Regions from separate parts of the Columba livia genome. Here region 2 is linked to region 1. The links are chromatin contacts, called in public Hi-C maps. All regions are on one chromosome and are shown on one strand. The core of a region is the stretch at or near the end of the contact, and the rest is flanking DNA. Distances in the headings are between cores, read along the strand shown.

Region 1 (3,065 bases), core at 406-2,905:
CCTGCTCAGATGTGCTCATCCCCTGCAAAATGTTATCGTTTTGGAAATCTGCCGCCTATTTAAATAATTGGAGCGGCTCGAATTAACCGTTTGCCTTTCGAGAAGCGGTGGGGAAGCAGAAGGGGACGCCCGCCAAGGGGAAACCGTGGAAATCCGCCCCGCAGGACCCCGAAGTGCGAGGACTTAGTTAAGCGGGGCTTTTTCCTTTTTGATTGTTTTTCTCCCAAATTGGCAGGATTAAAGGGATTTTTGGCAAACGGTGCGAGACAGCCCCTGACAGTTCCGAGGCCTCGCGCAACAGTCGGCTACAAACGTTGAAGTAAAGAAGAAAAAAAAAAACACAGAACACCCCACCAAACCAACAGCCGAGAGCGAGCGGGATTGCGACACCGAGAGCCGCCCTCGGAAAGCGGCCCCAGCCGATTCCCGGCAGGCCCCGCGCGGCGCGGCGCGGCCCGCCCCTCCCCTCCACTCCCCTCCCCCGCCGCCTCCCGAGGCTCCGCTGCGGCGCCGCCTCTCCTCCCCCCGCCGTTCCCGCTCCCCCTCCCCCGCACGTAGGCGCTTGGAACGGGGAAGGCGGGGGGGAGAGAAAAAAGCCCTTCCAGCCTGACTAGAAAATCAGCCTTGTTTCCTCAGAAACCGCAGCTGCTGCGAGCAGCGAACACGTCAGGCTGGCCCTCCAACACGCACAGATGTGCCTTTGTAAATGCACATAAACGCTGAGGAGGATTGCGTGCTGAGGGCAGACACTCGCCCCGCCGGGGCCCAGGCAAATGGCAGGCGGCTTCTCCTTGCCCAAGGCCGCCCTCTCCTCTCTCTGGCTTTTAGTGGCCCTTGTTCAATTCCTCAGAGTGGCTTAAAGAGCAGCGAAACCTGGAGGCGGCCTAAACACGGAAACTTGGGAACTCGCGTAGAGGGGCCCGCTCCTCAGTGGCCTGCCTCGCCCGGCCTGCGGGGCTGAGCGCAGGTGGGAGCCCTTGGGACTTCGCTTCCCCCTCCTTTTTTTAGGTGGTGTCTTAAAAGGATAGGCACCAAAGATACTGATCTTTTTCTGAGGAGCCTTGGCAGAGCAGGAGAAACGCGGAGAGGGGAGTTTCTGCTGACCTTGGAGAAAGCTTAAAATAAAAAGTTGCATTAAAATTTACTGTAAGGAAGGAGCCTTGTTTATCGTGCCCTCCCCGGCTCTAACTCCACCCTCGGCTGCTTTTTTTCTCCCGTTTCCATCTCCCTCTTCCCTCCCGTCCTCTTTCCCCACGCTCGCTCGCTCTTTTTCAATATAACTTTCAGCCTGGATGAGTTGCAACTCGTTCTGCGTAATTAAAGCGAGTGGCTGATGGTTGAACAGGGATGGAAAATAAGGCCGGGGGGGTGTGTGTGGGGAGGAAGCCGGGCGGGAGCGCCGCTCACTGAGGCAGACAAAAACAGGTCTGGTCGCGCGGCGGCGGGGGAGGGGCGGGCGGGCCGCCATTGGCGCGCGGCGGGGCGCGGGCGCAGCTGCGGGCGCGGGGCGGCGGGGCCGCGGCCATTTGTTCCCGGTGCGGGAACGGGAGCCCGAGCGGCGCCCTTCGCCGCCTTTTTTCATAAGCCACGCACGAAAGAGACTCGCAAAGCGCCTCCCTTCCCCCCCTCCCCCATTAACCCACTGTTGTTTACTTCCTCCTCTTAACAATGGCTTTACAGGATTGTTTTACATTATTTTGGTACTTCCTGCAAATCTGACCGTGATGGCTTAATGGTTTACTCGGGAAGATACTTCTTCGCTTTAACAAAATCCGGCATAGCCCGGTCAGCACGAGTTATATACAGAAAGGCATAACCTAGTTCAGTGCTTATTTTTGACAGTTTAGTTGTGAGCTGGCCCAACTGACACTTTTTTCTTTTTTTTTTTTTTTATTTTTAAATCCACTTTTCCGGGGTATGGTTTTAAGGGCAGAGCTACAGTTGTCCCTGTAGCTGCGGCAGCCGGTAGTCCGTAATCTGCAGCTTGGGTTGCTCTTCACTCAGCAGATCATTCTGTTTATATTAATAAAAGGCAGCTGGGTATGTGAGCACGTAACTGCTGGGGTTGTCGCCAAAGCACAGGGACCGGGTTAGTGCAGGGAGCTGGGCAAGGGAAGAATCGGTACCTGTGTAAACAGCCATGCATGCCCTTGTTGCTTTGGTGGAGAAAGACTCTGAACCAGGTTATAAATGTAACGACATTTCAAAAGACAAAAGTTGCATGTTTAAAACTTCAAATGCACGTTATGCATCTAATTAGACTTGAAACTAGGGCCAGTGTTCTTTTAAGCTTGTTTATTTTTATGGTTAGTAAAAATGAAGGGTTTTATCGCTTTGACAGAAGGATTTGGTTCGAGTAGTTCTTGATTTCAGGAAGCCATCGCTTGCTGGTAGGGGAACAAGTTTTCAAATTGAGCTCTACCCAATATACTTTTTTTAAAACCCAGAGCTCTCCTTTTCTTGCCCTCCCCATGTGCTGTACTTCCCCTCCTCCCCCCAGTGAGTAGGAGGGACAGAAGTTGTGACAGGGCAGGTACTGATTAGCTGCTGTCAGTCTGCACAGATTAACACCTATTTTTAGGTTTTTGAACCTCTTGAGTAATACTAGTTAAATTGGCACAGGTTAATAAGTTGGGGTCCACAGAGCCTCTTAACTGTTCACTGTGAAATTTCAATTAAAGAGACAGTCTCATTTCGTCAAGACGATGGAAAAGGTTTATATTCCAAATGCTTACAGTGTGTGCGTGTGTGTACGCACACAGAACATACATAGGCCTGGAAAACAAAAATTGAAATTAATTACTTTGGGCATGTTAACACAAACACATGCAAAATTAGAGAATTTTTGTATAATAGATCAGCAGTGAAATAGGCTCTGAAAGGAAGCATTTTCACATTTTCTCCTTTTTTTTTTTTTTTTGTATAAATGTAGCATGTAAAAAAACTTAATCTTCGTTTTTTTCATGTTTTCTCCCTATCCTCCCCCCATTATATCATTACACTGTTACACTGACACCCACTGGTAAAAGTTGTTCTGAGATCATGATCGTAAACTGAGCCTGTTG
Region 2 (3,065 bases), core at 405-2,904, 57 kb before region 1:
CGCAAGATTATATATGGGTAGATAAAATGGTGTATGGATTGAGTACAGACATTGGCCCTAGTGAACTAAATCGTTATGGCACAGGATAAAACTTAATGCAAACTGTGATCTTTTGATTTTAGACATTTATAGTAAACTGAAAGCCTTAGCAGTTTTTTGTATGATACTGTGGTGGATATGGAAGAAAACCTCTAGATTATCTCTTTACCTTATTTAATTTACAGACTGTCAAGATTTTAATAATAGGGCTTCAGGAAAGCTTCATAAAAACCTATATTTTTTCAAGCCTGTTTATTGTATCATTAGGTGCCTACATGAAAGTAGGAAAAAAGTAAAGTTGTTTAGTGGAATTTTCAGCACAGCTCTTCAGAATTTATTGAAACAAGGCTGTAAAATTTTAGAGTCTGTGCTTGGTTTCTGTTTGTTTGTTTGTTTTTAATAAGTAACATCTCAGAGTTGTGGCTTCACTTGGATTCTCTCATAGTCTGTTTTCTTTCTGTCTTCATTCCTTTGTTTTGATTGTGCCATTAAAGAAGACTTAGGAAGACTACATATACACAGCACTGGTGTTTTTAAATGACTGCTAGTTCTTCCTGCATGGCTTGTTAGACATTTTGCCCCCCTGGAAATCACAGTATCAGCCTTTTTGTTCCCATTCTGAGGTACGATGAAGTACAGGAATATATTTTCTCTCTGGAAGTCTTTGGCTTCTTCTGGCCAGAGGGTCATTCCAATGCTTGGATGGCAGCTTGGTGTGAGAGGGTCCATTTGGTCTTTCTACAGAGTTGTCTTTCTTCTCTGCAAAGAAACAGAGGTCAGATATCAGATCCTATGAAATGCTGAGAAATGCACCCATGCACATGCTCACATACACTTACAAACATTTTAGCTCTTTAACTTTTGCTGGTTAGAAACCAGTGCTTTCTAGTGCCTGCTTTTTAATGCCTATATTCACAGTAGTACAGGTCAGATTGAAGTCAGTCCTGGAAATCCTTTACCTTACTTCTGCCAGAAAAACAAACTTTCCCTTCCTGTATAATAATTTTGATCACTTGACCTGCATTTCCATGGAGATGTGATCAGACGGCCATAGTGAGCTAGCTGAACAGGCTGAGAACTGTCTTTTGTCACTTACAGTGTGCAGTGAAACTACAGATTTGAAGAGTAATTAAAGGACCTATAGATTGACATGTTTCTTTTCCCCCACCACCCACATCCACAAAAAATGTAACTTGGAAACAAAATGAGATCAGCTATACAAAGGTTGTTTTTTTTTTTTAAAAATGCTTGTTTAAAGGAAAAACCAAACAACAAAAAAACCCCAACCTTCTCTAACTTTAAAAATCTCTTTTCTAGCAGTCTAAGACATTCTGTATATCCTTCTGTGTATATCTGAATTTCCCACAGACTCCTGATTCCTGTGTGCTGCGTTTAGATCATGTGGACTCTGTTTTGTCGAAAGCCAAATGTTGTAGCCCACAGAACTCAAACGTTCATGATTAAACAAGCGCAGATCGGGCAGCTAATGCTCCTTCAGGTTCAGCCTGGGGCTTTTGGTTCAGGGTCACTCACAGGATCGCTGTGTACCTCCCAATCTTATTGGGGTGAGTGACAAAATCTACCAGCAAGTGCTGGCCCGTGTTGCAGCTGGGACCAGGAGAACATGGTGCAGGGACATGATGTGGTGGCGTGTGCCACTGCTCCATCTGGGGCTGGAGTGTGTGTGTGGGGGATGTGTTAGTGCTTGCTGGCCAGCTATGTATGTTCTGTACGGCTCTATTTGGGGTTTTGGTCTCTGAACACTTCAGGGCTCTGTCAGGTGAGAAGTGGCCTTTCTGGTGGGGATACAAGAGCTCATGGTGTTTCATGACCTGGCAAATGGAGGGCCAAGTGTCTCAGTTTCTGCAGAACAGACTTAGTTTTCCATCAGGCTAGGTAACAATAAGTTATGGATGTAATGCCATTTACATTATATATGTTTACATTAACATAAAAAAATATACTTCAAGGTGTTGGATTGTTTGAGGATCTATCCTTTCTGCGGCTCCTCTGTCTCCTTCCTAAGGGGTTTGCAGGGTAACCCAACTTTAGTAAACAGAAAGGGAGTATATTACTTTTCTCTTGGTTTATGGCATATGGCTGTGATGCTGTGGGGGACATGGCACCTAGAAGAAGAACTGTGTTACCTGCTGAAGACTCACTGAGGTGGATTTAAAAAACAAAACACATCGGAGCTTGAATTCTTGGCTTCCTGAGCAGCACATGGCACTACTGCTAGCCTACAAAGGCCCAGTCTATGGATTGATTTCTCAGTGGATATTTTTGTCATGCTTAATAAGAGCATATTGATGATACAGCAGTGTACAAGCTAAGTTAATGTCTGTTTTTTCTGCACTGCTATTACTCTTTATTGCCAGTATCCACATAGTGGCAAAACTTGAAAGTGAGCTTTCTCCTTCCCTGGGAGGGTTTTCTCCACTGAACCAATCTTGCAAGTATCCCTATGCTTTTCATGTAGGACGAAAAACTGAAAACGACCGGGTTTGGTTTTTTTTTGTTGTTGGAATGACTCTATAAAATTAAAAGCGTGTTGATTTAACGCGCTCGGGTTCTCCCAGCTGGCCGGGCGCAGGGGCCCGCTCTCCCCTGGCAGAGGCATTGGTGGCAGCTCTGCGAGGTGGTTTGGCGAGGGAGGCCCCGGGAAGGAGCGTCCTGCCCCGCGGGGGCTGAGGGGCGCTCCCCGGGGTCCGGGAGGGCGGGCGGCGGTTCAAGGCCGCCTCGGAACCGTCCTGGGCATTTTTCTAATTGATCATCAGCTGCCACCGCCCGGGCAGAAAGCTCTCACCGCTCCCTCTGGCTGCTGGAAGTCTGAAATTACATCTTTGTCTTTGAAGTCGGGCGCACTGTTAGCGTCGCCATGGCGACGGGGCGGTAATGGCCTCCGCCGAGCGGAGCCTGGTATTTAGCGCCCAGCGCGGCCCCGCACAAGGCCTCGCTCTCCAGAGCGGTTACTGAACTGTCCCCTCTTAGAAAATGTTTAAAAATGGCCTTACCAGTTTAATAGT

Evidence for each region. Hi-C and Micro-C count contacts between places; a contact is called where the count stands out from the background.
Region 2: a contact with region 1 is called in a Hi-C map of crop, with 1.9 times the contacts expected there. The contact joins two enhancer-like sites. A contact is called at or near these places in 2 of 2 Hi-C or Micro-C datasets (crop and liver).

Annotation. Positions count from the first base shown.
Region 1 is chr3:64,713,196-64,716,260 of bColLiv1.pat.W.v2, reverse strand. All of the region lies in intron 4 of ARID1B (AT-rich interaction domain 1B), which reads left to right. Among named protein-coding and RNA genes, the nearest start is that of ARID1B, 170 kb to the left of the region's middle. Within about 2 kb of position 1,655, at least 3 of the 3 cell types and tissues checked have an H3K27ac peak away from gene starts, as active enhancers do.
Region 2 is chr3:64,770,375-64,773,439 of bColLiv1.pat.W.v2, reverse strand. All of the region lies in intron 4 of ARID1B (AT-rich interaction domain 1B), which reads left to right. Among named protein-coding and RNA genes, the nearest start is that of ARID1B, 110 kb to the left of the region's middle. Within about 2 kb of position 1,654, at least 3 of the 3 cell types and tissues checked have an H3K27ac peak away from gene starts, as active enhancers do.